Linked DNA regions of Mus musculus: all the other regions are linked to region 1. Evidence: chromatin contacts called from public ChIA-PET, Hi-C, HiChIP or PLAC-seq and promoter capture Hi-C data. All regions are on one chromosome and are shown on one strand. The core of a region is the stretch at or near the end of the contact, and the rest is flanking DNA. Distances in the headings are between cores, read along the strand shown. Region 1 holds the start of Elavl1 (ELAV (embryonic lethal, abnormal vision)-like 1 (Hu antigen R)). Region 2 holds the start of Camsap3 (calmodulin regulated spectrin-associated protein family, member 3). Region 3 holds the start of Pnpla6 (patatin-like phospholipase domain containing 6). Region 4 holds the start of Arhgef18 (rho/rac guanine nucleotide exchange factor (GEF) 18). Region 5 holds the start of Zfp358 (zinc finger protein 358). Region 6 holds the start of Pex11g (peroxisomal biogenesis factor 11 gamma). Region 7 holds the start of Rps23rg1 (ribosomal protein S23, retrogene 1).

The links. A called contact is a pair of places that touch in the nucleus more often than the background predicts. ChIA-PET counts read pairs in DNA pulled down with a chosen protein or histone mark. HiChIP or PLAC-seq counts read pairs in DNA pulled down with a chosen protein or histone mark. Capture Hi-C pulls out chosen DNA fragments and counts their contacts.
Region 2: a contact with region 1 is called in a FOXA1 HiChIP or PLAC-seq map of pancreatic cancer cells. The contact joins the promoter of Camsap3 here to the promoter of Elavl1 in region 1. A contact is called at or near these places in 8 of 39 promoter capture datasets (cranial neural crest, embryonic stem cells, hematopoietic stem and progenitor cells and 4 more) and 3 of 115 datasets of contacts at active chromatin or transcription factors (embryonic stem cells and pancreatic cancer cells).
Region 3: a Hi-C map of B cells shows a contact between it and region 1, with 16 read pairs. The contact joins the promoter of Pnpla6 here to the promoter of Elavl1 in region 1. A contact is called at or near these places in 12 of 39 promoter capture datasets (the 3T3-L1 cell line, the C10 cell line, embryonic stem cells and 7 more), 8 of 484 Hi-C or Micro-C datasets (B cells, CD4 T cells, CD8 T cells and 3 more), 10 of 115 datasets of contacts at active chromatin or transcription factors (astrocytes, bone marrow-derived macrophages, craniofacial prominence and 7 more) and 2 of 9 other capture datasets (adipose tissue and liver).
Region 4: a contact with region 1 is called in an RNA polymerase II ChIA-PET map of memory CD8 T cells, with 9 read pairs. The contact joins the promoter of Arhgef18 here to the promoter of Elavl1 in region 1. A contact is called at or near these places in 1 of 39 promoter capture datasets (pre-B cells), 1 of 484 Hi-C or Micro-C datasets (CD4 T cells) and 1 of 115 datasets of contacts at active chromatin or transcription factors (memory CD8 T cells).
Region 5: a promoter capture Hi-C map of liver shows a contact between it and region 1, with 5 times the contacts expected there. The contact joins the promoter of Zfp358 here to the promoter of Elavl1 in region 1. A contact is called at or near these places in 5 of 39 promoter capture datasets (the HPC-7 cell line, HPC-7-derived erythroid cells, cranial neural crest and 1 more), 2 of 484 Hi-C or Micro-C datasets (bone marrow-derived macrophages and embryonic stem cells), 5 of 115 datasets of contacts at active chromatin or transcription factors (bone marrow-derived macrophages, embryonic stem cells, large pre-B cells and 2 more) and 1 of 9 other capture datasets (liver).
Region 6: a contact with region 1 is called in an H3K4me3 HiChIP or PLAC-seq map of pro-B cells, with 5 times the contacts expected there. The contact joins the promoter of Pex11g here to the promoter of Elavl1 in region 1. A contact is called at or near these places in 14 of 39 promoter capture datasets (the 3T3-L1 cell line, the C10 cell line, the HPC-7 cell line and 9 more), 1 of 484 Hi-C or Micro-C datasets (embryonic stem cells), 9 of 115 datasets of contacts at active chromatin or transcription factors (the SCID.adh cell line, astrocytes, bone marrow-derived macrophages and 4 more) and 3 of 9 other capture datasets (embryonic stem cells, liver and macrophages).
Region 7: a contact with region 1 is called in an H3K4me3 HiChIP or PLAC-seq map of fetal liver, with 5 times the contacts expected there. The contact joins the promoter of Rps23rg1 here to the promoter of Elavl1 in region 1. A contact is called at or near these places in 5 of 39 promoter capture datasets (cranial neural crest, embryonic stem cells, hematopoietic stem and progenitor cells and 2 more) and 5 of 115 datasets of contacts at active chromatin or transcription factors (embryonic stem cells, extraembryonic endoderm stem cells, fetal liver and 1 more).

The regions. Positions count from the first base shown.
Region 1 is chr8:4,323,667-4,326,637 of GRCm38.p6, reverse strand. Elavl1 (ELAV (embryonic lethal, abnormal vision)-like 1 (Hu antigen R)) reads left to right here and starts at 1,538. Exons shown (of 6, transcript NM_010485.3): 1 at 1,538-1,752. It also overlaps a transcript of Ccl25 not described here.
Region 2 is chr8:3,585,886-3,588,825 of GRCm38.p6, reverse strand. Camsap3 (calmodulin regulated spectrin-associated protein family, member 3) reads right to left here and starts at 1,376. Exons shown (of 17, transcript NM_027171.3): 1 at 867-1,376. The coding sequence starts at 1,014.
Region 3 is chr8:3,514,088-3,516,787 of GRCm38.p6, reverse strand. Pnpla6 (patatin-like phospholipase domain containing 6) reads right to left here and starts at 1,377. Exons shown (of 35, transcript NM_001122818.3): 1 at 1,232-1,377; 2 at 220-278; 3 at 39-107. The coding sequence starts at 243. Mcoln1 (mucolipin 1) reads right to left here. Exons shown (of 14, transcript NM_053177.1): 13 at 1,875-2,005; 14 at 1,556-1,774. The coding sequence ends at 1,738.
Region 4 is chr8:3,352,130-3,354,829 of GRCm38.p6, reverse strand. It overlaps Arhgef18 (rho/rac guanine nucleotide exchange factor (GEF) 18), which reads right to left and starts at 1,393. Exons shown (of 29, transcript NM_001370668.1): 1 at 1,100-1,393. The coding sequence starts at 1,103. Gm30369 (a long non-coding RNA gene) reads left to right here. Exons shown (of 5, transcript XR_870091.2): 3 at 1,023-1,124.
Region 5 is chr8:3,491,730-3,494,463 of GRCm38.p6, reverse strand. Zfp358 (zinc finger protein 358) reads right to left here and starts at 1,326. Exons shown (of 2, transcript NM_080461.2): 1 at 1,155-1,326.
Region 6 is chr8:3,466,398-3,469,380 of GRCm38.p6, reverse strand. It overlaps Pex11g (peroxisomal biogenesis factor 11 gamma), which reads left to right and starts at 1,733. Exons shown (of 5, transcript NM_026951.3): 1 at 1,733-1,809. The coding sequence starts at 1,750. It also overlaps a transcript of Tex45 not described here.
Region 7 is chr8:3,566,686-3,569,385 of GRCm38.p6, reverse strand. Rps23rg1 (ribosomal protein S23, retrogene 1) reads right to left here and starts at 1,388. Exons shown (of 6, transcript NM_001024728.2): 1 at 1,290-1,388.

The DNA.
Region 1 (2,971 bases), core at 289-2,788:
TCTCAGAGGAGAAGGAGAAGGGGACCAGGAGTGGGGGCAGCAATTGGGATGTTAAGTGAATAAATATTTTTTTTTTTACAAAGGACATCGCAGGCTATAAAGATGACTCAGCTGAACAGACATTGGTTGCTGAGTGTAAACCTGAGTTCAACCCCCATATCTCTTATGACGGAAGAACTGACGCCTCCAAGTAACCCTTTGACTCTCACATAGATGGTCACACAAACACATGCATATTATAATATATACATATTATACACATATACACAAACACCATCCTTTAAAAACACGTACATACATACAAACAAATACATACATAATATAAAAATTTTGAATATAACTTTTTTTCAAATCCTGTAGAACTACTTTTAAAAGGTTACCTACACGCAGCGGCTGTGTTGCAGGCCTGTAATCCTAGAACTTGGGAGATGAAAGCAAAAGGATCATTTCACTGACATCCTTCGTTACACAGAAAGTTTAAGGCCAACCTGGATCATATGAAACATCACCCTAAACCCCAGCAATCAGGAAACAGAGGCAGGCAGATCTCTATGAGGCAATGGTCAGCGTGATTTATAAGTTCCAAGCCAGGACTACTTAGGAAGATCCCGACTAAAAGAAAACAAACACGCTAAAAAACGGTGGACAGAGGTAGAGACAATAGAGAAGTTTTCAATCAAACAGGGTGGCATATACGTTTCTGATAGCACTAGTCCAGAACAGCAGCCTCCAAAAGGCACAGGCAGTTGTTTTTCTGGTCACTGCCCGACTGCCTGGCACATAGTAGGCATTTTAAATTTCGAAGGAAGTGGGGCTGGAAAGATGGCTCAGCAATTAAGATCACTGGCTGCTTTTACAGAAGACATGGGTTCAGTAGTCGGCTCCCAAACGCAGTTAACAATAGTCCCCCGGAGGATCCGACCTTCTCTCTGACTCCCATCTGCACTACACGCATATGGTGCACAGGGTTAACATACATGCAGGCTGAACACCCATGCATACACACTAAGAAAAATCTTAAAACCAAGAAATTTTAACTTTAGATTCCCAGAGGCTGACCATGCTGACCACATCCTTTAACCCGCTTCACCAGATAACAAAACTGAGGCCCGGCTCAGTGACGTCAGCCGGTGCTCAACTGCAGGCAGACCGGAAATGTCCGGGCCGGGATTCGAATCGGGGATCCTGTCCTCCTAGCGAGGGCTCCCGATGACCAACTTGCTTTCTCTGGACGTAAGCGGCTGCACAGCCCGCATTGTGAGGATCACACGACGTGCGTTCTATAAAGAGCGCCACTCTTTGGCCTCGACGTCCAGACGGCGTCCACTGCGGGCCAGGCTCCAACTCACCCTCTCCGCGGCCATCGCCAGCCACTTCGCGACTCCACTGGGCGCCTTGGTCCACCGCGGACGACGCCGACAGGAAGTCCCGCCTACGCCGCGCGCACCCGCGTACCGCGACAGCCATGCCAACCAATGAGCGTCGCTTCTTCAAAGACACTGACCAATAGCAGAGCGCGCTGAGCAGGGGGCGTGTCTGGGCCGCGGGGCCGGGGAGCGGGTCGTGCGCGCTGAGGAGGAGCCGCAGCCGTCGCCGTCGCCGTCGCCGTCGCCGTCGCCGTCGCCGCTACCGCTACCGCTACCGCTCTGCCGCCGCCGCCGCCGCCGCCACCGCTGCCGAGGCCGTGCGGAGCCGTTATCGCCGCGCCGCCCGCCCCGGAGCAGAGTCCCGGGCCTTCCCGCCCGTGTTCAGGTGAGGCCGGAGGCTTCGGCGACTTCCGAAAGAGTAGGCCGCGCTAGGGCCTGAGCTCGCCTAGCCCCACGGGCGTCCGCCGGGCCTGCACCGGCCGAAGGCCCCAGGCCGCGGTAGGCCTGGGTATGGAGACGCGCGTGTGGGCCGCGGCTGGGCGAATGGGAACCGACTCTGTTTGATTCAGGTTGGCGACAAGCCTCCGCCGGGCCAGATTCCTCTGGGCTCCCGCGAGAGAGGCGGGAGAAGGACACAGCGTGGGCACGCGCTTTGGGGGGCCGGGCTCCGAGGCTTGGGGGGCCCCGGATAGTTGATCTCGGAGGCCCGGTGATCCGGGGGTGGAAGAGTGGAGCGAGGACCTTGGGCGCCAGAGGTCATGGCCCACAGACTTGCTCCCTCGGGAAATCCCATAGATTTCTTTTGTGGACGATTTTCTGGACACACCGCGACGAATCATGAGGTCCTTTTAGAAGTGTGCAAACCTTTCGTCTGTGTGTAGAAGTCTAGAAGAGAAAGGGGAAATTTTTTCTTTGATCGCCATCTCTAACAAAGCTGTTTTAGGGACGTTTTCATTTGTAAAATAACGTGTAAATATTAAAAAGGCAATTGCACGCTGTTGAACAATGGGTAGTGATGATGGATCTTCCCTTTCTCTTGTCTTCTGCTGCTAAAGCATGCCAAAATGGGTTTGACGCCTACTATGTGGAGAGCAGGTGGAGAACTTTTTTGCACTAGACAGAGCTTCCATTATCGGAAGTGTCCATGTGGGACACCGCTGGCCAGAGCTCTAGAAGAGGCAAGATCGGATGTTAAAGCTTTCTTAACCTCCTTGTTACAGGCAGTTAGAGTCAGATAATGGTTGGTTGGGAGGGCCTGGCTGCCCTATGCATTGCAGAAAGTTGGATAGCATGCCTGGCTTCTTCTGCCTACTGAGTATTAGCATCTCTGCCTCCTACTTCTTCCAGTTGTGAGTACCAAAAACACATTGAGGCGTTGCTAGGGTTCTTTCTCTCGTTTTTTTCCCTCCACCAAAACACATACACAGAGAGGTGAGAAATCTTTAAGCAGTCTTCCTGGAAAAGTTCTTCCAGCCCTATCCGATGATCTGGGTGAAGCACCTAAGATCTTGAATAAGCCGTATTGAAATGCCTGTGAAATAGCATGGGGAAAGTATTGTGCAGATGTAAAGATGTGAGGAAACCCCCAGTACACATGGAATATG
Region 2 (2,940 bases), core at 127-2,626, 740 kb after region 1:
AGAGCCTTCCCAGGTCTGATAATCCACCTTCCTCATTTGCCCAGTAGGAATGGCCCTAGTCCTTCAGGCCTGTGGGCATGCGGAAGGGAGGAGAAAAGGGGTGGCTTCAATAAGAGAAGGCCTGGCCGCCCGAGCTGCCACCCTAGAACAGCTGGTGAATGAGCCATTTATGCCTACCTGAATCCTCAGGAAAATGTGGCAATAAGTCACAACTGCCAGCCTTTACGGGGCCATCGAGACGAAAGAGTGGTCCCAGACACACCACACACACACACACACACACACACACACACACACACACACACGCTGGCCACCGGCAAGGCAGGGTTTGTGTCCCAGTCACTGAGCTGTAGCTCTGATCTCTTAAAACGCTCCTTGCGGGGTCCAAGCCACCGCGTACACGTTGTGAGGGTAGATAGGGAAGGTGGGGGTAGGAGGAACCATCACAGGCTTCTGATGTGTGTGAAAGGGGAGTTGGCCATGCAGTTAGGCCCTGGGGTCTGAGGAGTGGGGTGGGAGGCGGGAAGCAGAGGACTACCAGGAGACCCTTCCCCCACCACACACAAAATTGGTCTGCAGACCCCACCCCTGCTCACCTGGGGGCTCTGATCCCGGGGTCCCAAGGCGCACAGCCTCTTGGCGGGCCCCACCCCCGACTGCGTTCCAGCGACCCGGGCGGGCAAAGTCCAAGGGCCCCGTCCGAGCAGGAAGCTTGGAGGCCCAGCTTAGCAAAGACCAAAAGCTCGGGGACCCTAGGCAGCCCCGAAGCTATTGTTCCCACGGCCCCGGCTTGGCGCCCCGCCCCCCGCACCTGCCGCGCCCCAGCCTGGCTCCCCCGGTCCCCTCCCCAAAGGCCCTCGGGTTACCTGCTCCCCCGAATGCGGCCCGCAGCACCCACGCCAGACTCGCCGCCGCCTTGGCTCGAGAGAAATCGTACTGGTCCAAAGACTTGATCTCGGGGACCAGGAAAGTCCTCCGCAGTGGCCCGGACCCTGCGGGCGCCGCTTCCACCATGGCGACGCCGGGGTTACGGCCGCCCGGGTCCGCGCGCTCTGATGGGCTGGGCTGCGTGCGCTGCGCTGCGCTGCGCTGCTGCCGAGCCTCCGCCACCCCGAATCGGGTTGCCGCCGCGGCTGCTGCTGTTACTAATAAAGCTGCTGAGGCGCCGCTGAACCAGGTGCGGTCGAGCGCGCTGGCGACGCGGCGTCGACCCCGCCCCAAGGCGGAACCCAGGTGCGCCCCGCCCCCAGATTGGACTCAGTTCTCTCTGGCTCCTGGGTCCACATGGGTCCCCACTGACATTAAAGCTTCCATAGGTCCTCCTGCTGCAAAGGGCGGCAGTGATGGCGGATGAGGGAAGGGCTGCAGAAGAACGCATGTCCCTGTATGCGTTCTCGTGTGTGTGTGTGTGTGTGTGTGTGTGTGTGTGTGTGTGTGTGCGCGCGCGCGCGTGTGTTCCTGCTCACTCCCGGACCCTGGAGAGGCTTAGGGACCCTTTGTCATGGATGTCCATGTAGGCTTTTGATCCCACACATATGCAGGTGGAGTTCACATATGCATATGGAGTTTGTGGCTATTACTATACAGTAAGTTCTAGGCCAACCAGGGCTACACAGCAAGACTCTGTCCTAGTTTAAAAAGAAAATGAATGTGTTTGTATCCACTTGCTTGAGAGTACCTGTGAACATCTCTGTCTATAGGTATCTAGATTTGTGATGTCATCTGTTTGTGAAGGTGACTGTTTCAAACCTGTTGTGGTACAATGGTTTGTATTAAGTGGCTAGGGTTGTGCCCTAGTTGACAGAGTCCTTATCTGGTATGTACAAAACCTTCTCCTCCATCCCAAGCACCAAATAAGCTAGGGATGGTGGTAGGTACATGCCTAGAATCATGGCACTTGGGAAGTGGGAAGAAGAGAATTTTTGTAAGTTCAAGGTGATCCTGGGATACATGAGATAAATAAGTAAAATCAAAGAATTGTGTTGTACAACCTTCTGTGTTCTAAGATTGGAAATGAAGGAAGAGAAAGAGCGGGGGGAGAAAGAATGATGTGAGTCTAAACACATCTATCATATAAGGGTGTAATTGTTGACTCTGTCAGGGCAGGAAGATGGCAGAGATACCAAGTGGGTGTATTTAGGCAGGAGAAAAGCTGTGTATGTGAGATTAGCTCTGTAGGGTTACTAGGTGGATTGCAAATGTCCTGATGTGTACCTTTGATATCTGCAGTATTTGTTGAAGAAAGCCTCTGACTAGATGTAGGTAAGGGTCTGAGAGGATCTGTGTGTTTGCGGGTGTGGTTGTGTGCATGGGGCTTTCTGTGTGTGACTAATGATGTGTAGGTGCATACTTTTTTTTTTTTTTTTTGGTATAAACAGTCTTTTGTGTGTGTGTGTGTTTTCAGGTTCAGCATTCCCAGCTCCATAATACAAATCTATTTATCTACAGAACTGGGTTGGAACACTCACTGTTTGGGGGCCTGTGTTACAGGTGGCTTGAGTGAGGTGAGGCAGAACCTAAGGGACTCCCCTCTGTTGACTAGATGGATCTTAGAAAAAGGCTGGCAGCTATGATTTTATTTTTTTTATTATTTATTTATTTATTTTGGTTTTTCCAGACAGGGTTTCCCTGTGTAACCCTGACTGTCCTGGAATTGACTCTGTAGATCAGGCTGGCCTCAAACTCAGAAATCTACTTGCCTCTGCCTCCCAAATGCTGGGATTAAAGGCATGTGGCACCACTGCCCGGCCCTTGGCAGCTACAAAAACTGCCACATTTTCCTGAGGATTCAGGTGGATATAAATGGTTCACTCACTAGCTGTCCTGGGGTGGCAATCTGGGAGGGCAGGCCTTCTCTTATTGAAGCCACCCCTTTTCTCCTCCCTTCCGCATGCCCACAGGCCTGAAGGACTAGGGCCATTCCTACTGGGCAAATGAGGA
Region 3 (2,700 bases), core at 128-2,627, 810 kb after region 1:
GGAGTTGTAGTCCGGTACAAAAATTCCCCAACTCTTACCATTCCGGTTTGCAGTGGGGCCTCCATCGATTGTTTCGGACTAGGTAGCAGGTCTTGTAGCCTGCAGTCCTGGAAATCGAGGAGCAAAAGGGACCAGAACAAGATGTCAATCAAGCCTACCCAGCAGCGCCTACAGGCTCCTTACCCCTAGCTCGTCTCACAAGCCACGCCCCCTAGATACCTTTGGCTGGAGTGACTCCTCCATTCGCCGGGGTTGGGGTGAGAGCGTCTAGAGGGGTACTGCTAGACAGAAGGATAGGGGCAAGTTGATTTCCCCGCCCAGATCAAGGGATGAGACCAGCCCCCAGCTCTTTGTCCTACTTCACTTATGCATAAGGCGGACCAGACTCCGTAACGTTTTCATCTGCACCCTGTGGCCAAAAGGGTAGCCGTCCTGGCACCCACAGTCAGCAGCTCGCTGGCAGGTGCCCTTAAGCCATGATCTCTTCTGGCAGTGGTTCCTTCCTTAGCCTGGCCTTCCGTATGTCTGACTACTCTTGATTAACCAACCCTTAGGCGAGACCCCTTCCTACACCCTGTAAAGACGCGATGTCTCACTCCAGAAGAAACCAGGACCTGTAAGCCAGGAGGCTGAGGGACAATTGGACTTTGGGCTCCTGACCCAAGCCTGGGCCCATCAAGGAAGCTGGGGCGTGCACTGGAAGCACTGCTGTGCAATCTATTGAAAAGGGGGCTCTAGGGCCATCGGAGTAAGATGAGCTCCCAAAGTGTTATAGGCTCGGGCTTGGAGATTTAACTGTCACGTAAAAGGAAAGTTACCGGGTCTCGCGGTGCGGAGCATCCCTGGGATTAGTGAAATGATGCAGGATGTGTAACCAGGGACGCCGGAATTGGGGGAGGGTAGGAGGAACGACGCACTGGAAAGTTACTGAGATCCGGAGATACACATAACTACTTAGGAGTCTAGGAGCTTCCAGGAAGATACCGGGGAAGGTAGGAACGCTACCGGGACTCTCCTGGGACGCTGGAGATCTTTCTGATGCCTTTAGACTATTATTAATGGGAATTTAGAAGGATCGCAGGGCCCTGAGATGTTACCTGGAAAATTGTTAGATTGACTACTTCCATTCCGTACTCCAGGTCGCATCTGACTACCGATGCGGAAACACCGGGACAAGGAACTTAGGAATGGGGGTGGGGTGGTATTGGAGCATCAAAAAGTCGGGACCTACCCGGAATCAGGACAAATCGATCCGGGGCAAAGCTGAAGCTCTCTAACAGTCCTCGAAGGGACACCTTTGCTCGGTCGATGGAAACTCGTACCATTCAGGAGCTGCAACCAGGTCCACCCAGCTTCGGCCAACACCCCTAGTTTTCTGCCCGCTGCCTCAGACGCGGCACCTTTAAATTATTCCGCTGCAGGACACGCCCCATCCCCGCCTCCCGCCATGCTTGGAAGGTCGCACTGCGCCAGCCATGCCTAGTGTGGCGGCCTCTTAAAGGAGCTGACGATTTATGAAAGGGCTGCCTCACCTGTTACAAATTAGACCACCGCATTTACATTCCCTTTTATTTAACAGCCGCCCTACATGCCCTCCCTTTCCCCTGTGTCCGATTCGATCAGCCCAAGCCCTCACAAGGCCTGTCAGACGCAGATCTTTTAAAGCAAATTCTAAAAATAAATAAGCTGGGGTCCCAGCAGTACATGGGGATAAAGTCTAGTGGCAATCATCTTGGATCAGTTCACCAGCAGCGAATGGTCCTCCGGGGAGTCCCTGGAAGAGAGAAATGGAAAAAAGAGGCACCCAGTCTCTCTGGCACACACTTCTTCCCCCAGCCTCTAATCAATCCACAACCCAGATCTGGGGCTCCAACCTTCCACAGCAGCAGAAAAGGCTACAAGCTGAGCCACTGCCACGACGGAACTTGCCAGATGTGGGGCTATCCTGGCACTGCTCGATGTAGGCCTGGAGCTCACTCTTCTCTGTGCCAGTACCTCCTGGGTGCTGGAAAGAGACGATTCCCCGAACTCAGCATGAAAGATGGTCCTGACCTCTAGTGCTCTTTAGGTCCGGCCAACTGGACATCCTGCTGTTGCTCTGATGTGACCACTCTGGGTCTCATTTCTGGACCTTTGCTTTGTGGCTTGCTTCACTGTAGAAATCTTCCCTATCCCCGGATGTGGCCGCAGGTCTCAGGCTCATTGGTTCAGTGCCTTCTGCTGCGGGCCAGAAGCCTAGACTGGTATTTAGTAACCCAGCATCTCAGCTGGAACAGTGTAAAAGAGTTAGTGGGCATAAGGCCTGAACTCCTGCATCCACGGGTCCTGCGTGATATCCAAGTGTTGCAGCGAGACTCAGTGTGGCTGCTTAGGGCCTGGGTGACAGTAATGTACCTGTGGTAGAGCTTCTATCCATGTGGGAAAGAGTGCACACATCCACTGCCAGTGCCTCAGAATGAGGCAGAGTCCCCGAACATTCTCCCTGTGACTTCCTGGCACCACTGCTATTTCTCCAGGTCCTTTCTGCCTCCCAGTCTTTGGATGTTCCTTTCTACAAGTATGCTCTTCCTCGGGCTCCCATCTCCTCAATCTAGAATTCTCAAGAGATGAAGGGAATGTCCCAAGCAGCCACCTAGCTGCACTGACTTTTGGATAGTTATGTATATTTGCCTTGTGTGTGTGTGCATGTGTATGTGTGTG
Region 4 (2,700 bases), core at 144-2,643, 970 kb after region 1:
CTCAGAAACCAGGGTGACTCTCTTGGAGGGTCAGCCCTGTGGGAGCCACATTCAAAGCCTGTCTCCTACCTAACTCACCACCTCCGTTAGAGTGGTCAGCTCTAAATCCACTGATACATGGCTCCAGGGGTCGCCTTCCTACACCCGAGAGTGCACAAAGTCAACAGAAACTGAGGAAACTGTAGTCTTGGGTGTGCCTGGTACAAACCACAGCCTGCCTCCTCACCTCACTCCATTCCGGCAGTTGTTGTGGGAGGTTCCTCAAACTGGGCCACAAAGGGAGCCACCAGTGACTCCCCAGGGTTAAGGGCCTACAGCTGGAGGGCTATTGAGCAGAGGGTGGTCCCCATTTGGAAGACCTGGAAAGATCGGCTTTTCAGCAGATGTCAGCCTTAAAATTTTGCTTTGCAGACAGGATTCTCCAAGTCTGTGTCAGGCAAGGCTGAACAAAACCCCAGAGCCAATGCTTTGAAAGGTGAAGAGGTCAAGCTGCAGTGTGGTGGTATGCGTGCATACCTGTTACCCCAGAACTGGGGAGGCACAAGTAGGAATGCTGGGAGTTGGAGGCAAGCCTGGACTGCATGGTGAGACCCAGATTCAAAAGCAAAACAAAACAGAACAAGGCAAAACACGGACACCTGCTGAAAAGGCGCTTAGACTTCCTCCCTCATCCCTGGCCCCCTACTCCTCCGTCCCCACACAGGCTTTGCTTACAAAAGGTTCCTTCAGACTCCATCATAGGTCTCCTCTAGACCAGGTGGCCTCTGAACTCCCTATGTAGCTGAGGATAACCTAAACCTCTAATCCTCCTGCCTCCATCTCCCAAGTGATGCTTGACAGCGTACAACACCCAGCTTTGACTTATGCAGTGCTGGGGATGAAACCCAGGACTTTGCCCATGCTAAGCAAGCACCCTATCAATTGAGCTATCTCCCCAGCACCCTCCAGGGTCATTTTAGGATTCCTGATCTCTGCAGTGCAAACAGCTGCCCCACTCTCTTACTGTTGTGTCCCGGCTATAGGAGTCAATCTCCTGCCTCACAGACTCTCAGACGTGCAGATCCCGAAGTGCCCACCACTCTTCAAGATAGTCACTCACCCATGAGTTCCCGATTCTTGCTCAGGTAGGTAACTGGCTTTGTTAACAGCTCTTGCAGCTCCCATGTCACACAACCAGGGTTTCAAGGGACACATGAGCCAGGCTAACCACAGAGTGGCTCAACTCTGCCCAGTTTCCTCTTTCTAAGCCACCGGCTTTTTATGGTTGTCTTCATCAATATTGAGCAGCAGGCAGCAGGGGTCAGCAAGGAGAGGAGAAAACAAATGGAGGTGGGTTATGAGGATCTGGGAGTCCACCCTCAGCCTGTACCTGCCGTAGGCGTCACGGGGAAGTAAAGTAAAGAATGTAAAGCCTCCCACGAGGGGAGGGGAGGGGAGGCAGCAGCACTGAACCCCCACCCGGCAGCTTCCTGTGGCGCCAACTGCTGAAGAGGAACGGGGTGTGAGGGCCTCACCCTAACACTCGGGCACACAAACAGAGACACATGGGACATGCAAGTCACATGTCTCTAGACAGACACACGCTGGAACACACATGGGGACAGACACATATGTGGGTGTGTGGACCCATGGAAACATGTGGAGCTGAACGCTGGGTTTGTAAATGTCTACCAGCGATCATTCTGCTTGGTATCTGTCTGTTTTCCCGGTGTAAATACTGCCACTACCGCTAACTCCACTTCTTCAACTAACGCACTGTTACCAGAGCTGTTAAGGTTAGAGCTTGAGTCCTGGCAGTCTCCTAACAAACCAGATTCAGCGACTCATTCTAAGAAAGTCAGTCGAGGAAATGGCTCAAAGGGTCAAGTGCTTGCTGTGCAAGCAAGTGGAATTGATTTTAGTTCCCCACCCCCACCTGACTAAATAAAGTCAGGGTGTGGTAAGGCCACCTGTGAGAACTCCAGTACTGAGCTGGCAGATAGGAGAATCCCAGGGAAGGGCAGGCTACCCAGTCTGATCCAGTGTTCCAGGTTCAGTGAGAGACATTGTCTCAAAAATAAGTGCATGTGGTGGTGCACGCCTTCAATCCCACTGGGCAGGCAGAGACAGGCGCACCTCTGAATCTGAGGCCAGCCCAGTCTTCAGAGGAAGTCTAGGCAACCAGGGCAAACAACAGTGAGAAGTAGAAAAAATGTATCTATTCAGGGTTGCTGCACCTGTAAGAGGACCAAACGGCCCCCTGCTCCTCCCACCTCTCCCCTCCAAGTCCATCCTTAGAGACCTGGTATTAGATGTAGGTTTAAATAGAAGGCAAGAGGTATGCGCAGGGCTGGAGAGATGGCTCAGTGGTTAGGAGTGCTTGCTAGTCTTCTAGAGGACCTGAGTTCAGTTCCCAACACCTACACTGGGTGGCTCATAACTGCTTAATTTCTGCTATAGAAGGTCCTGTGCCCCTTCTGACCTCTATAGGCACCCAACACAATTGCATGCACACACACGCACATATCCACACACAGACAAACACACATACCCCAGACAGTTGCACACACAAGCACATATTCATATACAGACAAACGCACATACCCACAGCCACCTGCATATATACATTCATATATATACACACACAAACAAATACACATACAGGTACACGCACACATATGCACACATGTGCACACACACATACACACTTAATAATAGGAA
Region 5 (2,734 bases), core at 77-2,576, 830 kb after region 1:
TGGCCCCCTTCTGGGGAAAGGGGCAGAAGGATCACTAAGAACTCCACAGCCAGAGGGTGGAGAGAGCAGTTAATATAGCAATTTTCCAATTGGCTTATAAGATTGTGGATTTTAACCCCTTGGTGAAGAGCCGGTGATAACTATAGCTTGGGGGGGGGCCTCTGGGGGGTTACAGAGAGAACTGGGGGGTGGGGCACAGAGGGCTGAGGAGGAATGTCTTCAAGGGAAGGGAGTTCCTGAACCACACACTCCTTGATTAGGGTATGAAGACTGTTTTAGGGAAAGAGGCAGATGTGGAGAAAGAGTAACACCTCTCTACCTTGGGGCTAAGTGAACTCTTTGTTGGGCTGGGCTCCAGGGGACTAGGGAGACCTACCTGACCCCAACCTCACAGTCAGGAGATAGTACACAGAGGGGCGCTGAGTTTCCCCCAACAGTTTCTCTACCTAGGCCCAACTGCTGGAGATTAGTGGGCAGTACCCCGGGGTCTCCGCCCAGATTTCTGGAGACAAGGTATTTTTAGATTGCCTTCGAAGGAAGCAGCCTCATGAACTCCCATCTTGAATGGAAACTCACATCTGTCTCGTAGATGTGCAGAGGGCAGGTGCACCCCGATCATCTCTTGGGAAAATGAGCTTCCAGAGCTCTACATCCTAAGACTGAATGTGGAAGATAACAATAACTGGGATTTTTCTTGGGATTCTTGAGGTAACACGACACCTCCCTTCTGAACACACACACACTATGGAGTATAAAGTCCCACATAGGAAGAACAATGCCCCAAGCTTCTCTTGGTTTCCAGAAAAAAAGAACCCCCTTCTGAAACAAGGAGGTGTTCTGTTCTGTGGGTTCCGAGCTAGCGGGCGCCTCCACCCATCCGGATCTCAGATTCACTGTAGATTAGGGGGTGGTCCCGCCGTTGGCCGGATAAACGTACTAGGCCTGAGCTCCTCCGGACCCCCTTCCCACCGCGTCCGCCACCTTGACCCCCCAAGTAGAGCGCTGGCACCATGTACTCTGCAAGGGGTGCGTAGAGATAGCCTGGGGCCGCGCCCCGCACCCTGCTCTTAGTGTTGAGGGGTCTCCTCCCAACCACCTCCCCCTTTTGTCCAGCCTTCCCCAATCCAGCCCGATCCGCTTTCGGGGTCACTCACCCGATGCCCCTCGCCCCTGCCCGGCCTGGCTGCACTCGCGCTGGCCAGCCGGTGTCTCCCCGCCCCAGGCTTGCAGGAAACCCCACCGATCGCCAGACCCGCTGGCGGCCCCCTCGGCCCAGCGGCCCCGCCAGGCACTCCCGGGGAGCGAGAGGGGCCGGCCGAGGGCCGCTGCGGGAGCTGCTGGGACTTGTAGTTCGCTCGAGCCCTCCGCGGCCGGCGCCATCGCTGCCCCCGCGCCGCCCCACCCCACCCCCCCGCCCCCGGGCCAAGCCTTTGTCCCGACCAGGGCCACCCGAGCTGGCGCGCGTCCAGTCTTTGTTTGCGCCCTACCAACCCGCGCCACCCTAACCCTCCATGCACCCATGTGACTTTTCGGGCCCCTTCTCCGACCCCCGATCTTGACTCTCCATCTGTATCTCTGTCTCCATCTGTCCATCTTTCTTCCATTCTGTCCCCTCCTCTCCATCTCTTTCATTATCTTCTTTAAAAAATGGATTCAGTGCCTATGCATGCCGTGTTGCGCATGGGGAAATCAGTAGATAAGTTCCAGGAGTCCGTTCTCTCCTTATTCCATCCCAGGGATAGAACCAGGGTCTGCAGGCTTGGCCGTGCACTTTTACATGCTGAACTATCTCTCCAGTCCTCCTTTTTTCCCCATTCTCCTTCTCTACCGTAATTTATTTTTTCCTCTTTTAATTTCTTTGCCTCTGGCCCAGTCATTTTCTCTGCCTCTGCCTTTTGTCTCTGCCTACCTTTGTCTTGCCTTCTTTTTCATTTCTCTATCTTGTTTCAAACACCAGCTATCATGATACTCAAATTATATAAGCAAGAGGCCGGGGGAGGGTGTGCTTTGAGAAGGCCTGCAATTTAAATATGCACTTGTCTTTTCTTCATCTAGTATTATCTCAGAAAGTTTAGGGCTGTCAAAATGGCTCAGTGGGTGATGGTTTGTGGTAAGACAGGTGGTTAGAGAGGTGACCCAGTCGGTAAACTGCTTGTTGCAGAAGCTGAAGACCTGGCTTGAGATCTCTGTCACCTATGTGGAAGGACAGATTCAGTGGTGGGTATCTAGAATCCTAGCTTTGAGGTGGCTGAGGCAAGAAGACCCAAGGGCTCACTGGCCAGCCAGTCTAGCTGAATCAGTGAGCTCCCAGGGTCATTGTGAGACTGTGTCTCAAAAAGTAAGGTTGGAGGGACAACCAAGTGGCTTAGTGGGTAAAGGTGCTTGGTGAAAGGCCAAGGACCCGAGTCTGATTCCTTAGGACCAACATGGGTGGAAAGATCAAACTATTTTCTAACCTCCACATGGAAGATATACACACACCACTACATAAATAAATGCAATTTTAAAAAATTAAAATAAGGTGGGACCCATTGAGGAAGACACCTGAAGTCAATCTCTCTAGTCCACATATATGTGTAAGTACAAGTTCTCCCCCTCCCCTGTCTCTATCACACAAGTGCACACACACAGAGTTTTTGTTGATAGTAGAATCTTTCACTAATTTTAGGTAACCTTTTGCCCTCTGATCCTTCCATTTTCTCAGCTTCCTATTCAAATGACAGGTGACACCAGA
Region 6 (2,983 bases), core at 484-2,983, 860 kb after region 1:
GAAATAATTTCTTTGCTTGATTCTGGGTCTTTTCTTTTTCCTTTCCTTTCTTTCTTTTTCCCTCTTTTTAAAAAAATTATTTATTGTTATACACTATATATATATATAATATATGTTATACACACATATATTATATATATAATAAATAATATATACATATTATTTATTGTTATACACTATATATATTATATATATATGTTATACACACACACACACACACACACACACACACATATATATATGGCTCAGTGGTTAAGAGCATCGACTGCTCTTCTGAAGCCCCTGAGTTCAAATCCCAGCAACCACATGATGGCTCACAACCATTCATAGTGAGATCTGATGCCCCCTTCTGGTGCATCTGAAGACAGCTACAGTGTACTTATAATAATAAATAAATCTTTTTAAAAAAAAATACTGTTCTGGGGTCTGTGAATGTGGCTCAGTATAGAACATTAGCTTACCATGCAGAGAGCTCTGGGTTCCATCCCAGCACCACACAAACCAGACTTGGTGGCACACACCTGTCATGCCAGCACTTCTGAGGTTGAGGCAGGAGGACCAGGAGGAGTCCAAGGCCAGTCTTGGCTACAAATTAATTCAGTTGGAGCCCAGCTTGGACTACATAAGATCTTGTTTCAAAACAAATACTCAAAATACTTGTGTCTTCACTCCTCCAAACACAACAAAAAAACAAAACAAAACAAAGCAAAACAAAACAAAACACAGCTGGTTAAGGTGAATTCTCTGGGTGCCCTGCTCAGGTAGATATGGATCAAACACCTTTAGCGATCAACTTTTGTCCTTCCTGGAAGGAAGAGTGGAAGAGAACTTTGACTATTTTGTAGTTGTTTTTACACACACGCGCATGTGCACCACACCATAACTGTGGAGGTTAGAGGACAGCTAGCACCAGAGTGGGTTCTTACTTTCAACTATGCCAGTCCCAAGGATGGAACTCATGTCTTCAGGCTTGACCTACATGCGCCTCTACCAACTGTGCCATCCTGCTGGCCCAGAGCTCCCTATGTAGATCTGGCTAGCCTGGAACTCACGGAGAACCTCTGCCCCCTGAATGCTGGGATTAAAGGTACTTGTTCCCTGCCGAGCTCATTTTTCTTCTAAAGGTGCCTTTTAGCCAGGTAACTAATGATATCTAATATAACATATCTAATGATGTCTTGGAGCCTTGTGCCACATGCCTATCATCCAGCATTTGGGAGACTAAATAAGGAGTGTAAGGCCAGTTTGAGCACATGGTGAGTTCAAAGATAGCGTGAACTAAATGAAATCCTCAAAAAAAAAAAAAAAAAAAAAGAAAGAAATCTAATCACCCCTCAAAGAAAGTGAAAATCAAGATGCCTTGTGAGAGTACACCAGTCACAGATGCTCAGAACAGACAAACTGATAAAGCAGGTACATGAAGCCCACAAGTGAAGCTTTTGATTGTCCCCACTCCCCGCTCCCCCCCCCCCCCGCCCGTAGGCAATGAATTAATTTTTGAAACATTTTGCTTGCGGAGTTGCCTAAGCAGCGGTGGAGCGAATTTCAACAGGCTTAGAAGGTCATTCTGGGTGTCCGTGGGCAGGGAGGACAGACGTGGCAGTAATACATTTGCAAACTGGGTTCGGGCTAGCACGCCTACAAGGTAGCAGTACTCGGACAAAGGGCAGGCAGTTGCGCCTGCGCGGACCTTCGGACCTTTCCAAAGGAGTTTGACCCCGCCCTGGGTGACGTCACGACCGAGTTGCCATGGCTCTGCTGAACCGTCTGGCTTCCGCGCTGGAGTCCCACCGGGTCCGGGACCGCCTGGTGAGAGGAAGTCTGGGGCCTTGGCGGGACCGGAGTGACCTGGAGTTTGGTCAGGTCTCAGAGATGAGGAAAACAGGCCAGAGAGGGGGTCCTAAAGGGACCGGTGTCTTACATGACAGCAGGCTGTCGGCAGGCTGGTGTCTTACCTGAGAACTTCCTACCTCAGCCTCCCGAATTGCTGGGATTACAGGTGTGTGCCATCACACACAGCTTGAAACTAATCATTTCTGATAAGCAAGTGAAATAATAAAAGATCTGGGACTGTAGCCCACTGCATTCCTAGCATAGACGAAACCTTTAGGTCCTTCCTCAGCACCGCACAAACCAGATATATTGGCACAAGCCAGTGATCTCGGCACTTCTAATGGAAAGATCAGGAGTTCAAGGCCAGCCTGGGCTACAGGATACCCTGTCTCAAAACAAAAGAAACAAAGATACAAGGGCGGTGAGCCTGCTAAATTTCCGTGTTCTAAGTGTCTTACTGAATGGCCCCTCTCTAAAGTCTTCCAAGCAAATGGCTATTTTGCCACCTAGACTGCTTTTTCAGTCCTGCTAAAGGCAGAGCTAGGCGGAAGAGCCTTATGCCCCTGCCTGTGGGCAAAGGAGAGCCCAGGAGGTGGGAAATAGTTTTGTTTTCTGTCATTTCAACCATTGGTGAGCAAGCTAGCACTCTAATGGGACTCCCCATGGCAACTCTTCCCCCCCTCCCCTTCCCCTCTCCTCTCTTCCCCTCTTCTTTCTTTGTTGAAACAGGACCTTGTTATGAAGTTCTGGTTGCCTATAACTTACCTTGTAGTCCAGGCTGACCCTGAACTTTCTTGTCCTTATGCCTCAGCTCCCCAAATACTGGCTGGGATGACAGGTGTGCCTCACCACACCCGGCTATGTGGCACTTTTTGGATTTTGATGTCAAGCTCTCCTCTTAACTTCTGCCTTGCCTGGGATGTTGGCTCAATTGGTAGAGTGCTTGTGCATTGTGCACGATTTGGTCTCAGTCTCAAGTACACCAGATGCTTGTACACCTCTCATTCCAGAGTTTGGGAGGTGGAAACAGGAGGATCAGGAATTCTAATCATGACCACGGTGTCTGGTTAGCCTGGGCTACGGAGACCCCGTCTCAAATTAACAAATTAGAATAATGTTACATCTTTTAAAAAAGGAAGAGAGAACGAAA
Region 7 (2,700 bases), core at 139-2,638, 760 kb after region 1:
AAGGGGAATGGCTCCTGAAGAACTATACCCAAGATAGATCTCTATACTACACACACACACACACACACACACACACACCTACACACATGCACACACACACCTACACATATGCACAGACACACCACACATACACACAGACATACCTACACACACAGACACACATGCACACACACACATACACACAGACACACATGCACAGACACACATACACACATACACACATGCACAGACACACACACAAACAAACCTACACACACACATACACATATGCACACACACACATACACACATGCACAGACACACACACAAACAAACCTACACAGACACAGACACACAAACACACATGTACACACACAGACACACATGCCCACATACACACCTACACATATGCACAGACACACATACAGACACACCTACACACACACTCTCACACACACACATCTACACACATGCACATACACACACCTACACACATACACACCTACACACATGCACGCACACACACACACACACACACACACACAGGTTCTTCAAATATAACACCCCGTTGCACTCAGGTAAATAAAGCTGATCATACAAAATCAATACTTACAAACATGAACAAACACGAAGCAGAAACAGTATGTGATCCTCCCAGTCTATCTGCCTCTCTGAGTGCTCACACCTGCGGAGAGTGTCACCCCACTCCAACACAACCACTCAGGACCCACCACTTGTTTGAGCCATAGAAAAAAGCCACAAGAACAGAGGATTGGAAAAAATTTGCATACTGAAGTAAGATATTAAAAGTGTGGAAAGCAACGGAGGCTGCAGGGGGCTTTAAAAAAATCCTCCACCCCACCCCAACGACTGCTTGCTCTGAGGTAGATTGCAGGGATCCGTATGGTGGGAGGGGAGAACCGATTTCTGCAAGTTCTCCTCTGAACTCTACACGCACATATAGACACACACAAAGTAAATAAACAAATATATACTAAAATAATATATATACAAAGCTGCGTTCTTTAACTTCTTCCTTCCTTCCTTCCTTCCTTCCTTCCTTCCTTCCTTCTTTCCTTTCCCCCCTCCCTCTCTTCTCTCTTCCTTTCTTTCTTTCTTTTTCTTTCTGAGGCAGGGTCTCATTTTGTAGACCTGGCTGTCCTGAAACTTGCTGGCCTATATAAACCAGGCTGGCCTTGAATACACAGAGTTCTACGCGCCTCTGCCTTCAAAGTCCTAGTAATACAGTCTAGGGTTCTTTATCCGGTTCGTTTTCTCTGCCAATTCACTAACTAAAAGGCAGGACAAACCTCAAGCACGACAGGTGGCAGTGGAGAAATCTCCAGTCTGCTGACAGCAGCAGAGAGAATCGGCAGTTGAGGACAGGCATTTATCTGGGGTGAGAGAAAGACTCTCTGCAAAGCAGAGAGGTTGACAATGAAGGCTGGGGGTTTAAAGTCTGAGTTTTCTTCCCTACTTTACGGTTGGTCAGTTTGAAGAAAGACAGAGTAGCTGATTGGCTCAGAACTGTTGTGTGACCGTCCTGAGCAGACCTCGGACACCTGACCCAGACCAGCAGCAGAGTCCTGCTGGCAGGAGACAAAAGCATGTAAGGCATTTGTTTTAAGCCTCCAGGCTTTTGTCTCAGCTCAGCAGGGCGAGGAAGAAGCTACCATCCTCGGAGCTTGCTATCTTTGTTACCTAGCTCTGGCCGATCTCCCTCTTGGTCTGCTTATCTGGGAGTCAGTCTAATGGATAATCTTTCACTAGGATTAAAAGTTGTGCAAATCACATGGCGCCCCACCTCCCCTTTTAAGTCAAAGAAAGAGTTACTTATTTATTTTGTTTTTTCAAGACAGGGTTTCTATGTGTAACAACCCTGGCTGTCCTGGAACTGGCTTTAAAGACCAGACTGGCCTCAAACTCACAGAGATCCACCTGCTTCCACCTCACGAATGATGGGATTAAAGAGTGTGCTACCATGCCCAGCAAGTTTTTATCTTGCACGTTTTTAATGTGTGAGAGCAGGTGTGTAGTCTCTCTGTGTGTAGGTCAGAGGATAATTTGTGGAGTCCATTCTACCTTTATGAGGTTTCTAGGGACCTGAACTCAGGTTGGCAAGTGCTTTACCCACTGAGCCATACCCCCAGTCCTATTTGGGGGGTTGGGGGACATGTAAGCCAGGCTGGCCTCAAACACACTAAAAGTGGCCTTCAGCTTCTGCTTTCCACCGCGTGAGTGCTCTGGTTACAGCCATGTCACCAGGTTTGGTTTGCTGTTTGATTGAGGTGGGGCAATGTGCTTGGGTTGGAACCCAGAGCCTCGAACATCCTGAATTTGTTCTGTGCTTCCAGTAGCCCTCCCAGCTGTCCTGTCTAATAATTTCCAACTGTGCCATGAAACAGGACCTTCCACCCACTGCCAGGGGTGTTAAACTTTTCCGCCTTTTACCAGAGCAACTTAGCCAAGTGTATCAAGCACTACAATGAAGCCAGTCAGCTATGAGCCTCTGTTGTCAAGTCTAGTGTTTGTTTTTCCTAAGAACAGGAACAGGGGAAATGGAAGAATGTTCTTACTCGTTTATTGCAATAACACATTGGAGATAATAGGAAGAAATGATTGAGGGCTTAGGGCTGTGGTTAAGTTGGTAGAGCACTTGGCCTGCAAAAAGCCTTGGGTTCCATCCCAAGTATTGACTAAAGCAGGCATGGTGCTATGATC